Linked DNA regions of Callithrix jacchus: region 2 is linked to region 1. A link is a contact called in public Hi-C data. All regions are on one chromosome and are shown on one strand. The core of a region is the stretch at or near the end of the contact, and the rest is flanking DNA. Distances in the headings are between cores, read along the strand shown.

Region 1 (6,340 bases), core at 1,234-3,733:
AATGCAGGGTGCAGGGCTGGAGCTCCTCTTACCCTGCTCAGAGAGTGCTGGACAGGAAATCAGAGATGCAAGAAAATCAGATGTTTTGTTTTTGGATGGAGTCTAGCTCTGTTGCCCAGGCTGAGTACAGTGGCCAACTCTTGGCTCACTGCAGCCTCTGCCTCTGGGTTCAAATAATTCTCCCACCTCACCATCCTGTATAGCTGGGATTACAGGTGCATGCCACCATGCCCTCCTAATCCTTTTTTTTTTGTACTTTTCGTAGAGACGGGGTTTTACCATGTTGGCCAGGCTGGTTTTGAACTCCTCACCTCCAGTGATCTGCCTGCCTCAGCCTCTCAAAGTGCTGGGATTATAGGCATGAGCCACCACACCTGGCTGGAAATCAGCTTTTTGATTTTGCTATTTCCAAGTGAGATCTGAAGTAATGCCCACAACCTCTCTGGCCCTTAGTCTTCCCCAGAGTCAATCTATTTAGTCTCTGCACTTCCTTCTGGCTCTGGCTCAGGGTCCTAAAGCTGGTCTTGCCCTTGCTAAGGCCAGTGGGTATAGGTCATCTGCTTTGTAAAACCTTTTACCTGGTGCCAGCACCTCCCGGGCCACAATTAGCCTTAGTGTTTAACACCTGGACTTCCCTAAGCAGCAGGCCTGGAACTGAAATGCAAGCGCACTCATGCAAACCTTTTATTTCTTTTGCCTGTGACCTGGGATCATGAAAGCAGTGGAATACTGACCAGGCTCATCAGTGCTGGTGTCCAGGTCTTCCAGGCAGGACAGGCCTCCATCAGACCCGTTCACATATCTGGCTGGTTCTCCCAAGCCAGGTCTGTCATCAGGATCTTTAAAGAAAATCAATGAAAGAAGCAAAATGAGAGGACAGAGAACGCCTGATTTAGTGTAGGAAAAAGCTGGTATGGGCCTGCAAGTTCTGCAGTGTGCAGAGACAGCCCTGCTGAGACAGATAAGGCCTTAGGCTGAATATGGGGAGGGGAAAGAAAGGGGACCAGAGGAAGGGAATAATTATTACTGTGTAGTGAGTTTTTCCAGGCACCATAATATGTGTTGCTCTTTTCTTTTCTTCTTTTTTAGACAGATTCTCACTCTGTTGCCAGGCTGGAGTGCAATGGCGCGATCTCAGCTCACTGTACCCTCTGCCTCCCAGGTTCAAGCGATTCTCCTGCCTCAGCCTCCCACGTAGCTGTGACGACAGGTGCGCGCCACCACACCCAGCTAACTTTTTTTTTTTTTTTAATTTTTAGTAAAGACAAGGTTTCACCATATTGGCCAGGATGGTTTTGATCTCCTGACCTTGTGATTTGCCCGCCTCAGCCTCCCAAAGTCCTGGGATTACAGGCGTGAACTACTGTGCCCGACAGTGTTGAACTTTTTTACCTACATTTTCTCAGTAATGTAAGGACCTCATAGACCAGTGAAATCCTCCCCTTTCCAAGACCTCAATTTTGGGAGCTGACATAGGGCTGCTCACTTTTTATTTTGCCATGGAAAGACATTATAAAGCAAATATCCATTCAATTGTTTATTCAGTTGACAAATATTTATTGAGGATTTACTCTGTGCCAGGCATTCTTTCAAGCCTTGGGATACAGCTGTGAACAAGACAGACAAAAACCCCTGCCCTCCTGTGAAGTGGGCCAAACAGGAAATAAATCATAGGTCACATGGTCTAAGTGCTATGGAGGAAAAACAGGTTAGGGAATGGGGAAAGGCACTCTGTGGGTGGATGGCAGTTTTCAATAAGGTAACCAGGGAAGGTGTCCTTGAGAAGGAGACGTGTGAGTTAAGTTCTGAAGCCAGTGAGGCAGTGAGTCTTGTGGGTGGGGGTGAGTGGGGCAAGGATTCTTGGCAGGGGCCACAGCAGCACCAAGGCCCTTAGTCCTCTTCAGTGCAAAAAATAATAATCAAAGAAGGGCCTTGGTGAGGTGGCGCATGCCTATAATCCCAGCACTGGGAGGCCGAGACAGAAGGATTGCTTGAAACTAGGAGTTCAAGACTGTCTCTAAAAAACATAAATTAGCCAGGCATGACTGTGTGTGCCTGTGGTCCCAGCTACAGGCTGCGGTGGGAGGATCGCCTGAGCTCAGGAGTTCAAGACTGCAGTGAGCTGTGTTTGTGCCACTGCACTCCAGTCTGGGCAACAGACTGAGACCCTGTTTCTGTAATAAAAATATAATAATAATAAAGGAAGGATATAATCACAGAATAAGAGCCAATCTTCCTTAAGGGAGGGCAGTTGGTGATCTATTATGTTGATATATTATACACATATATACACATACGTATGGAGATACATTAATTTGTCCTTAGTTGATGCTGCACAGGGTAAGAACCTGTCCCTAGTCAGTTTTTGTCTGCAGACCCGCGTGTGGTAAGTTACCGTTATTGCATTTGACAGGTGAGAAATCTGAGCCTCAGAGAGGGAGCAGGCTTTGTCCTGCATGATGACAGCTGAAACCCACAGGCTAGGATTTGAACCCAGATCCTGAAGACACCAGGGCCTTTGCCCTTGTCCACTAGCCATTCTGGCCTGCTTCACAGCCATGCCTCCTGGCCCCCATTCCAGGGCTTCACAAGTGCTGATTAAAAGAACAGCTTTGCCATCTGGTTTAACCTGATTTTTTCTCCTTTATTTTCTTACCCAAACTGCAGGCCCAGGAAGGAGGCCGGAGTAGTATGGATGGCATCTGAGCTGGCAGGACGGGTGAGCAGGCGGGCAGGGCTGCAGACTTTGCTCCTTTCGAGAGAGATCCGTAGGCAGCTCCCTGGCTCCACGCCTGCTGGAGCCTTTGTGCTGGCATTTGGCCCATTCAGGAAGTCTAGGCTGGGAGTGGCCTTGGAAGACAGCATTGCCTCAAACGGACTCACGCCAGCCAGCACTGACTAGCCACCTGCTCTGTGCCCAGCTCTGTGCTGGGAGCTTCGTAGGTTACCTCACCAAAATGAATCCTCTCAACAGCAGTGAAACGTAGGCAAGAGACCCATTCATTTGTTCATTCACTCATTCAGACCTTCTTTACACCACGCTTTGCAGAGCACCACTTCATTCCAGAGAATACTGCCTCAGGCTTTACGACAGGCCAGGTATCATACCAGGCACTTGTGTTCTTATTTCAAAAGGTACAAATCAGAGTATGACACAGAGAGAAAGACTTTGAGGTCAATGGAGAAATTCAATCAGAGGAGACCTGGGGAAGTTTGGAAAGGAGGTGAGATCTGGGCTAGGCCCTGCAGTAGCAGAGTTTGGTGGGAAAAGGCCTTCAGGCAGGGGTAGCAGGCCAGGCAGCTGGATAAAGAAGAGTGTGTTTGGGAACCACATGCTGACTGACCCTCTGGAACAGGGTTTCCCCACAGGACAGTGGGAAGAGCAGTGGTTAGTTAGGAAGGAGGCTGGGAATGTTGGTTTCCTATCTAGTCTCTGTGAGTGGCTCCCAAGGCCAGCCACCAACCTCTCTGACCCTGTTTGCCATCCTGTGAATCAGGTTTAATGACCCTCATCCTGCCTGTGTTATAGGGAGGTTTTGAAGGTCAAAGAGACCCCAGAGACTTTACTATGCAGAGAGAGAGGTCACTTGCTCCTGGTTTTGCTTCTGTCCCAGAGGTGTGTGGGCCCCAGTGGTTTCTTCAAAGCTGGCCTCCAGCCACATCCTATGAGCCCCACGACCCCTACCCCAGGTGCTCCTGAAGGTCAAGAGTGTGTCCTGCTCATTTGCATCCTGTGCATGGGGTAGGCGGTCAGAGCCCAAGTCAAGGAGTCAGCCTGACGGCAGCCCGATCCCCATTCATGTGTATAGTTCCCCGGTGGCCCCTGGCCAATCACTTTCATCTCTGAGCCTCTGTGTCCTCATAATGAGGCTGTGGTGAGCTGTAAACAGCAGGTGATACGGAGCTTGGATCCAGCCCCTGTGAGGGACTGCCGGGACTGCTCTAACCAGGGACCTCACCGCCCTTCCCAGGATATCCTGGAGCAGGAATGCTCCTGCTGGTCCAATTCCCAAATGACAATCAATTACTCATTCCATTCACTCGCTCACTTGTCCACTCGCTCCGCTCACTTGCTCTTCATCAAATGCTTACTGACTGCCTTCCAGGCACCCAGCATAGCACTGAGTGCTTTGTTGCTGCAGTCTAAGACAAGGTTTTGAACCTCAAGAGAGAACTTACAATTGAATTAAAATTGGAAGGCAACATGTAATTATGTGCCCCATAGATGGGGCAGATGGCAGTTGATGGAGTGAAGAGGGAGAAAAAGACACAGAAATTGTTAGGTTGGAGTTGGGTAGGGGTATGTGTCAAGGAAGATCTCTCAGAGGGTGTGGACTCCAGCAGAGGCTGTGGAACTCAGGTGGGTGGGGAGTGGCAGGTGGGCATTCCAGGTGAGGGAACTACCTGAGCAAAGGTATAGAGGGAGGCAGGCGTGTGGCCATTGAACCTGCTTAGCTGGAAGGAATGGGTGGAACCTGGTTGTACAGGTGGCCAGGGCTGGGTGGCAGAAGGCCAGGAGACTGAGCACTTCCTGCAGACTGGATTTCAGGGTGTTGACGGGGGAGGCTGCGACATCAGCTAACTCAGAGGCTCTGAGGTAACCAGGTGGGAGGGTCAGTGATGGGCTCGCCTCCCTGCCCAGAAGGCCTCCTGCCCCTTTAGATAGGACATAGGGTGGGAAAGGCAGAGCCCCTGCCTCCAATTCACTGTGTAGGACAACACTCAAGTAGGTCATTGTGTTTCTCAGGGTCTTGGTTTCTAAACATGGAAAACTGGAGTGACTGGACCAGATAGTCTCAATTGCCTTTCCAGCTCTGGGACTCTAGAATCTTCTTACTGTCAATTCTGCGTCTGCTGTAGTGGACCTACCCATCCCTGCTTCTCAGCAATCACCCTCCCCGCCAGCAGCGTGGTTAGCCTGTGAGCTCATGTTTGCTTCACGTGATACTTCTCCTCCAACCTGGCTCTGGAAGATTCCTGACCCTGGAGAGACACACTGCACAGACAATCAGATAAATCCACTGGCGACTTTGAACCAAGAGATCCAGGCCCTGGGTTTATTAGATAGTGTTAGCCCTTAGATACAATGTTATAAGAAAAAAAAAGACTAGTGTTTGCTGAGCTTTATTTCATTCTCACATCAACCCTGCAAAGTAAGCTCTGTTTGTATACCCATTTTATAGATGAGGAAACCAAGTTTAGTGACGAACCATGTTTGTCAGATTATGGCATGCAACTGGTTATGAAAACAAAAATATTTAGACTTTAGTATATTTTAGTATAGTTTAGTATATATTAATACACATGGTATAGTTTAGTATAGCACATATTCTGTATACTAAAAATATACTAAAAGCTACATATTTCCATTTTTAGTGTATATAATATAGTATATGCTAAAATAATTATAATATATCTTTAGATAAACCTATATTATTTTGTTTATGTAAATATTATATACTATGGACTGAAATTCCAATAGAAAATTCCAAATAAGTTCTACTAACTTGGAAACAAAATGTTTCTTGGAACTGACACAGTAGATAAAGAATTTAAGGAGTGAAGTGAACATGGGTTTTATATATTGGGAAGGATTTTCCCTGATATCTTTGGAGCTTGTATCTGCTGTTAGCAACTGTTGTTTGAAGTTTCCAGCATGGGCCTCTTCTCAATAACATGGACACACTGGATCTGTTGGTGGGGAAGAGGGACGCGGATGTAGTTTGTCTACATTGCTGCTTTGGGCTGCAATGCTACTCCACTGGCTCACGCAGTAACCAAGTCCCATAGACAGAATATGACCTGGATCTTCATCACTTGACTCTCCTGCCTCCCCCAGAGGTAGCTGAGAGCTGTACCAGATCTAAGCCCTGTACATTAAAATCCTAGGAGGGCTGAAGTTCTGGAAAAGCAAGAAGGAAAAACCTACAGACAATGTGGGTCTGCAGAGAGGGTGTTGGAGCATGTAAGAGAGAAGCAGAGCAGCACCCCTGAGCCCCAGAGACATGGAGAGGAGGCTTTGGCTCTCTGAAAGCCCGGTGTACTTTCTGCTGCCTCAGTTGTGAGATTGCTTTGAAGCTTGATAGCCAGCTCCCTTTTATGGAAACTTTTCTGAGTAAAAGGTCATTTCTAGCAACCAGACAGTCCCTGAGGAAGACCTCAGTGTTATGATGGTGTCTATGTCTTACTAATTAAGATCCTGGAATATGCATTCTACTCCATACATTTGACTGTACAAGAAATGTGACATTATTTTATTTCCTTGAGGTCTAATTAAATCTGACCTTGACTCCACATTCTGGCTGAAGTAGCTGAAAAATTGATTTCCGTTGTGAGTGAG
Region 2 (6,340 bases), core at 1,869-4,368, 160 kb after region 1:
AATGAGATGACCAGTGCAAAGTACTTAGTCTAGTGCTGCATAATGCTAATTATTCTCATCATTGTCTGAAAAGAAAAAAAGTAGTTCAAGAATAGATTACATATTGAGATGGTCAGTATTTGTTTCTCACATCCTCATTTGCTCAACAGCCATTAACTGAGCTCTGGAATATAATAGACTTCTAAGCGGTGCCTCATGCTTTTAGAGTAGTACTTACAGAACAAATTAAATTCCCAACTTCAAGTAATTTGAGGTTTAATAGTATAAATGAGATAAAAAGCATAACATGAACAGCAATGTAGCTTCATGATTATAACACTTCATAGAGAAGATGTAGTCATTTCATGGTTTTTTGTTTTTTTTTTTTAAATGAAAAATTGGTGAAGAGACTACGGGGAAAGGGTTTTGATGGGAATAAGCCAGGAGGGTCCCCAAAGAGTCTACCAGTTAGTTTTCTAATGTTCGGGTAATTATTATATTAATCAATACATCATTAACTGGTAAATCTATGGCAGCAACATGGCACAGAGTGACAAACGTGGGAGCCACGCCCAGCACTATCACTTAATGACCTGTGACCTTGGACAGATCGATCGCCCTTTCTGCGCTTCAGTTTCCTTGAGAAATTACTGTCTACTTCATAGAGTTGGGAGAAGAATAAAGAGAACATATTAGAAAACATCTAGCAACCCCTTGCCCAAAGTTAAAAGATAAAGCTTGACACAATGGATGACTGGTTGTAGTAATAAGTTTAATTTTAATAATTATTTTAGTGATGTGAGCTTAGAGTACAGATGAATTGCTTTTGATGAAATCGTTGGTGAGCCAGATGAATTTTCCTGATTTTAAATATCCTGTTTGCTCCTTTCTTAATTAGTGGAGCTTGCAATGATAATGGATCGGCTATATGGAGGTGTGTGCTACGCTGGGATTGATACTGACCCTGAGCTAAAATACCCAAAAGGAGCTGGGAGAGTTGCGTTCTCTAATCAACAGAGTTACATAGCTGCTATCAGTGCCCGCTTTGTTCAGCTGCAGCATGGAGAGATAGATAAACGGGTAAGCCTTACACTACACTTTGGAAAATTTTAGAAATGGTCCTCTAAATGTGTGATTAGCAATATTAGAATGGGAAAATTTTATGACAATAAAGTGACAGCTGAGAATTTTGCCTATAGAGTTAATTCTGCTCTATAATACATGAAAGAATTTCCTATGAATTTCTTTTATCTTTGATTTTTTTTGAGTAGCCTAATCAGAACACTATAATCGATTTACTTGAGTTAATTTAATCTTCTCTAAACTATAACTTTCATTCAATCTCAATCCATCCATCCATTCATTCATTTAGTTTGTCAGTCATTCAATAAATATTTACTGAATTCTTTGTACTGTGTTATATCAGGTATATAAACAGGAATGCCCTTGAGATTTCCTGCCTCTTTTTTTGTTTTGTTTTTTAATCCTGGGACATAGCAAATACCTCAGTAAGCGCTATTTCTCAATGAATTGCACTCACAGATTTCTTTTCTTTTTTTTTCTTCTTTTTCTACAGTCGCTGCCTCTCACCAATTTATTTCTTAGCTTGGTGTTTCATCCACTCAACAAACATTTTAAAGCTTAGGTCAAGAAGTTCCTGTTCTCATGAATTTATTTCCTAGCAGATAGAACTGTATCATTTGCTAGAACTACTCAAAGTATGGCCTGTGGACTGACCACCAGTCTGCAAACTTAGTTTGTAGTGAGATAGGAATTTAGACCAGACTGTGTAATCAGCTACATTGCTGGGCACAATGTTTGGTCCAGCTGGAAGCTGGCAGTTGTTTTTTCTTTTTCTTTTTTTTTTTTAGAAAAAGAGGGAGAGAGAACGGGAATGTAGCTTTATTCTAAAAATGGGTATTAATAATGGCCGATCAATATTTTGTGTATTTAAAATGGAGAGCTCTATAAATATTTATTGAGTTTACTTGTTCCGGATCTGAGTTCAAGTCCTGGATATTATTAATTTTCTGTCTCGTTGAGTCTAAAGGAGACTCAACAGTTGTTTTTTCATAGAAAAGTTTTATTGATGAGGGAAGCAACATGTTGATTTATATTCTGGTATTACCTTTTTATTTCATGGCACACTGGCACTTGCATTAGTGCTGACTTTGATATCCAACACTCTGAGGTATTGTGCTAAAATAGATTGATTTTATTGTGTTGTTCTCAATTCAAGATGTAAAAATGATCAAGTCAGTAATGGTTTCTGCTTTTTATGTTTCATGTCATGTATAGTCTACTTCATTGGCAGTAAAAACATTTAAGATAGTAGTGATCATCCTACAACTGGCTTTATTAAAGAGAACGGCACCTATTCTATTCTAAGTGTTGGGGGAGGGACAAGATTAGTACATTAATATGCCTACTTGTTTGTTTTTGTTTGTTTGTTTTTGAGATGGAGTATCGCTCTGTCACCCAGGCTGGAGTGCAGTGGCACGATCTTGGCTCACTGTAACCTCCATCTCCTGGATTCAAGTGATTCTCCTGCCTTAGCCTCCCGAGTAGCTGGGATTACAGGCGTGTGCCAACATGCCCAGCACATTTTTGTATTTTTAGTAGAGACCGGGTTTCACCATGTTGATCTGGCTGGTTTCGAGCTCCTGACCTGAAGGGATCCACCTGCCTCGGCCTCCCGAAGTGCTGGAATTACAGACTTGAGCCACCCACCACATCCGGCCTATTTGTTTTTTTATGCACACTAAAAAATATCTACGTATCACTGCCTCATTCTAACATAAGTTTCAGAGCTGTGGGGTTGGTCATTAGAAATTCAGACTTAATTTGTATTCCTTTGCAATGAAATCCTTTGCCCAGTGTTCTTGCCACTCTGTAGACAGACATTATGGAGCAGCCTAGAGGCCAAAAGTCTGGTGCTGTCCTTATGCCTACTCTTCTTGGACTTCCGTGGCACTCTTCTCCTTTTGTACTTTTATTTTTTTAGTTAAAACATTATTTTTAGATGCAGGGTCTCACTCTGTCACCCAGGCTGGAGCACAGCGGCACAATCATGATTCACTGCATGTTCTCATTTTGTTCATGGCTAACCTTGGTCGGGATTTCTTGTCAGAGCTGGATGGCACCATTGGTGGTGACAGCCTGCTGTAAGGGAGTTTCAGCTGTGAGTCTCTCCAAACTAAAAATAACCAGCTCTTTTCTAGCTGATGAATTAATAACCAAGTGACTGTTAATGCTTGAAACATTCACATGACAGGTTGGCCGATAGAACACTGAAACAGGCCCAGTTTTAGAAATTCACCTTTGACTTTTAGACTCAGGTGAACCATTCTTAACTGAGAAAGAATAAAGCAGGGTTTTAAATTGTGAATCCTGTAGCTGCATCTTTTTTTTTTAAAACAGAATTCCAGGTTTGTGATTATAACCCAAGATGTGTACACTATAAATAGAAACCACGAGCCTGGCTTTACGACAGCTCAGAATCTCGTGACACAGAAGTCAGGCATCTTCCCACTGACTTGAATATTGAAGTGCAGTTGTGTGGAACTTGGATCCTCTTAGCTGATTTTGTTTAAATTATGATTCCACATATGACAAAAATCCAGATCCACTAATTAAAATGAGGGTTTGTGTCTATGAAAAATCTCCTGTGAGTTTGTTTAATCTCATAACATTCTAGTCTAAACAGTTGGCTTCACTTCATGTCTACTGAAATCCTTTTTCCTTTGAAGAGTGTTTATTTAGTAGAAAAAAAAAAGTAAAATGATAGATAATTAAAACCTTCCTAGGTTCTTAAAAGATGAACTATCCATATTTCAGTGAATGAATAATTAATTGTTCCTTCCACTTTGGGTACTTTGGAACAGATTCCTTCAGATAGTGGATGGAAATGTACATGTATGATAAGTGTTGCTGGCCTAGTCACTGAAAAATGTAAGATCTTTTTTTATTTTTGATTGCAGGTGGAAGTTAAGCCATATGTCTTGGATGATCAGCTGTGTGATGAATGTCAGGGGGCCCGTTGTGGGGGAAAATTTGCTCCATTTTTCTGTGCTAATGTTACCTGTCTGCAGTATTACTGTGAATATTGCTGGGCTGCTATTCATTCTCGCGCTGGCAGGGAATTCCACAAGCCCCTGGTGAAGGAAGGCGGTGACCGCCCTCGGCATATTTCATTCCGCTGGAACTAAAGGATAACTACAGTGCTCATTTTCAGGCCTCAGAATAAGTGCACTCTTCTGTTAATTCTGACCCCTTCCTCAACCTCTTCATGCTGGCATGTCCTTTTGTAGCAGTTTGCAACTTAACTATAGTATAATGAAAAGGATGACCTATAATATAGGTGTTTTGTAGATTCTTGTGTCACTGCAAACAATATGAACTCCTTTTTCGTATTGCCATCGGGTTACATGGAAGTTTTATTCTCTTGTTTTGCTGGAGACCAAGAGGATCTAAACTTCCTTTAACATTTTCTTAGAGGAGAGAGAGAAATATTAAAAAAGAAATAAAACAATAGAGTATTTTGGGTTTTTAATTAAATTATTGTTAATAATATAACATATAAGAATACTTTTATTAAAATAACCATGCAACAATAACACTATCCATCTATCTGACAGTTTTTCCCCCAGGGAAGTGCTTTTGCCTTTTCCTTTCTTTTTTTTTTTAATCTTTTTTGTCTCTCTCTTTTTTTTCCATTCCCTTTTAATTTTTTTAGCAGCAATGGAGGAAGTTAACAATTTTTAACGGAAAGAACATGTTAAAACAAATGCATAAGCAAGATTGAGCAGCATTATAATTAATTTTCAGGGTTTTGAGGCTGAACATAATTTCATTATCCCTCAAAAAGTTACCACCACATCAGAAACAAAAAATAGTAAAGTAAGCAGAGCTAGGTTTATTTTCTCTTAAACAATTTTTAAAATTTAGAATGTAAAAATTGGGTAAATTTACTACTGAGGGGAGTGCACTTATTTATTTAACTTACTTATCTGGTCAAAGCCCCAGGAAACCTACCAAAGCTAGAATTAATGACAACTGGTGGGAAACCTAGCATTTCCTCTCCTGAAGAACAAATGTATAAATTTTATTTTTGATGTTTATATATAAACTCTATATCCTAATTTACTAACACTCATCAGGTGTCAGCCTTTGCTCTCCATTTTGACGTCAAAAAACAACAGATCTAGAGATACCTCAAGGATATCATTTTTGATTTTGTGTTACAGTATACTTGGAGCCAAAACTGGAAGACAAAACCAATATATAATTTGGCTGCTGATTGGCTTACTTTTAGATTTAAAGTTTCTTTGGGTATCCTGTAATTTAGTTGTAACATAGAAAATGAAAAAAAAAAGTTAAAAAAAGTTAAGTAGTTGCAAAGTGTTTTGCACTGTTGAACTAAGTAACTGTGTAAATCTGTGCAAAGGTACGTATGTTTATCTTACTCTTCCTATAAACTAAAATAACATTACAGTTTCAGAATTTAGCATGGGACATAGTCAGTGTTTGAAGTGCCAACTTCACCAAGTAATGCATGCTTTATTATAAATAAAATTCTAGCTTTGAAAGGCGTTATTATGTGTTGAACAGTATGCTTCAGGGGTGAATTTAAAATAGTCTCTTGAAGCCCCAGTCATGGAAGTAACTTTTATTTTAATTGAGATTCTCTTATTAAATGCCCTATCCATCATTAAAAGGAATATTATCAGTGGGCAAAACATGAAATAGAACAATCTAATGGCAATCTTGCTAGTTGTGCTACCTAACAGTACCATCTTGGATCCTTCAAAACCAAAGACTTGCCCCAGCACTGTTGTGGAACCACCTGGCTTATGACCCCTATGGATGATCTTTAGGAAAAGCAGCCCTTTATTTTTAATACAGGCTTTAATGAACTATACCTGTTAAGTTCCAAAGGTCAAAATGGAGGCATTTGCTGTCTAATATTCAAACATAGAAAGGGAGCTGCTTTTAAAGAATTCCCTGCAAATACTGAAAGCAGTCATGCGAATGGAGGGTGCTCTTGTGTAGCTGGTCAGGGACTTTTTTTTGTTTTCTCCTGAACTACATGATTCTAATTGGAATGTTCATTTGCCTCTTTTTACTCTTTTAAATGCTTGTAGGTGGCTTGGGGTGTGCTATCGTGCTGTTCCTACTCAGTAAACAGGTGTGATGAGTTAACAAGAAATAACACTGTTTGAGAACTAGCTTTGAATAATAATTTTTCCCTTTGTACATGACCTGCTGAATTTCGGTACAGTGTTTTTGTAGCTAACTTATTTTGTCATGCACATAATGTATATTTGTTATGCACTACTTTTGTATATCTTGTTTTTCCAAC

What was found. A called contact is a pair of places that touch in the nucleus more often than the background predicts.
Region 2: a Hi-C map of skeletal muscle shows a contact between it and region 1, with 2.6 times the contacts expected there. The contact joins two enhancer-like sites. A contact is called at or near these places in 2 of 3 Hi-C or Micro-C datasets (both in skeletal muscle).

Annotation. Positions count from the first base shown.
Region 1 is chr2:66,201,473-66,207,812 of calJac240_pri, forward strand. LOC118151340 (a long non-coding RNA gene) reads left to right here. Exons shown (of 6, transcript XR_013532516.1): 4 at 1,090-1,210; 5 at 2,668-2,719; 6 at 4,748-6,294. Among named protein-coding and RNA genes, the nearest start is that of CPEB4, 93 kb to the right of the region's middle. Within about 2 kb of position 2,484, at least 10 of the 16 cell types and tissues checked have an H3K27ac peak or open chromatin away from gene starts, as enhancers often do. A contact at or near this core is called in skeletal muscle, where this site is marked.
Region 2 is chr2:66,362,908-66,369,247 of calJac240_pri, forward strand. It overlaps CPEB4 (cytoplasmic polyadenylation element binding protein 4), which reads left to right. Exons shown (of 9, transcript XM_035290535.3): 8 at 878-1,059; 9 at 3,960-6,340. The coding sequence ends at 4,187. Among named protein-coding and RNA genes, the nearest start is that of C2H5orf47, 33 kb to the right of the region's middle. Within about 2 kb of position 3,119, at least 3 of the 16 cell types and tissues checked have an H3K27ac peak or open chromatin away from gene starts, as enhancers often do. A contact at or near this core is called in skeletal muscle, where this site is marked.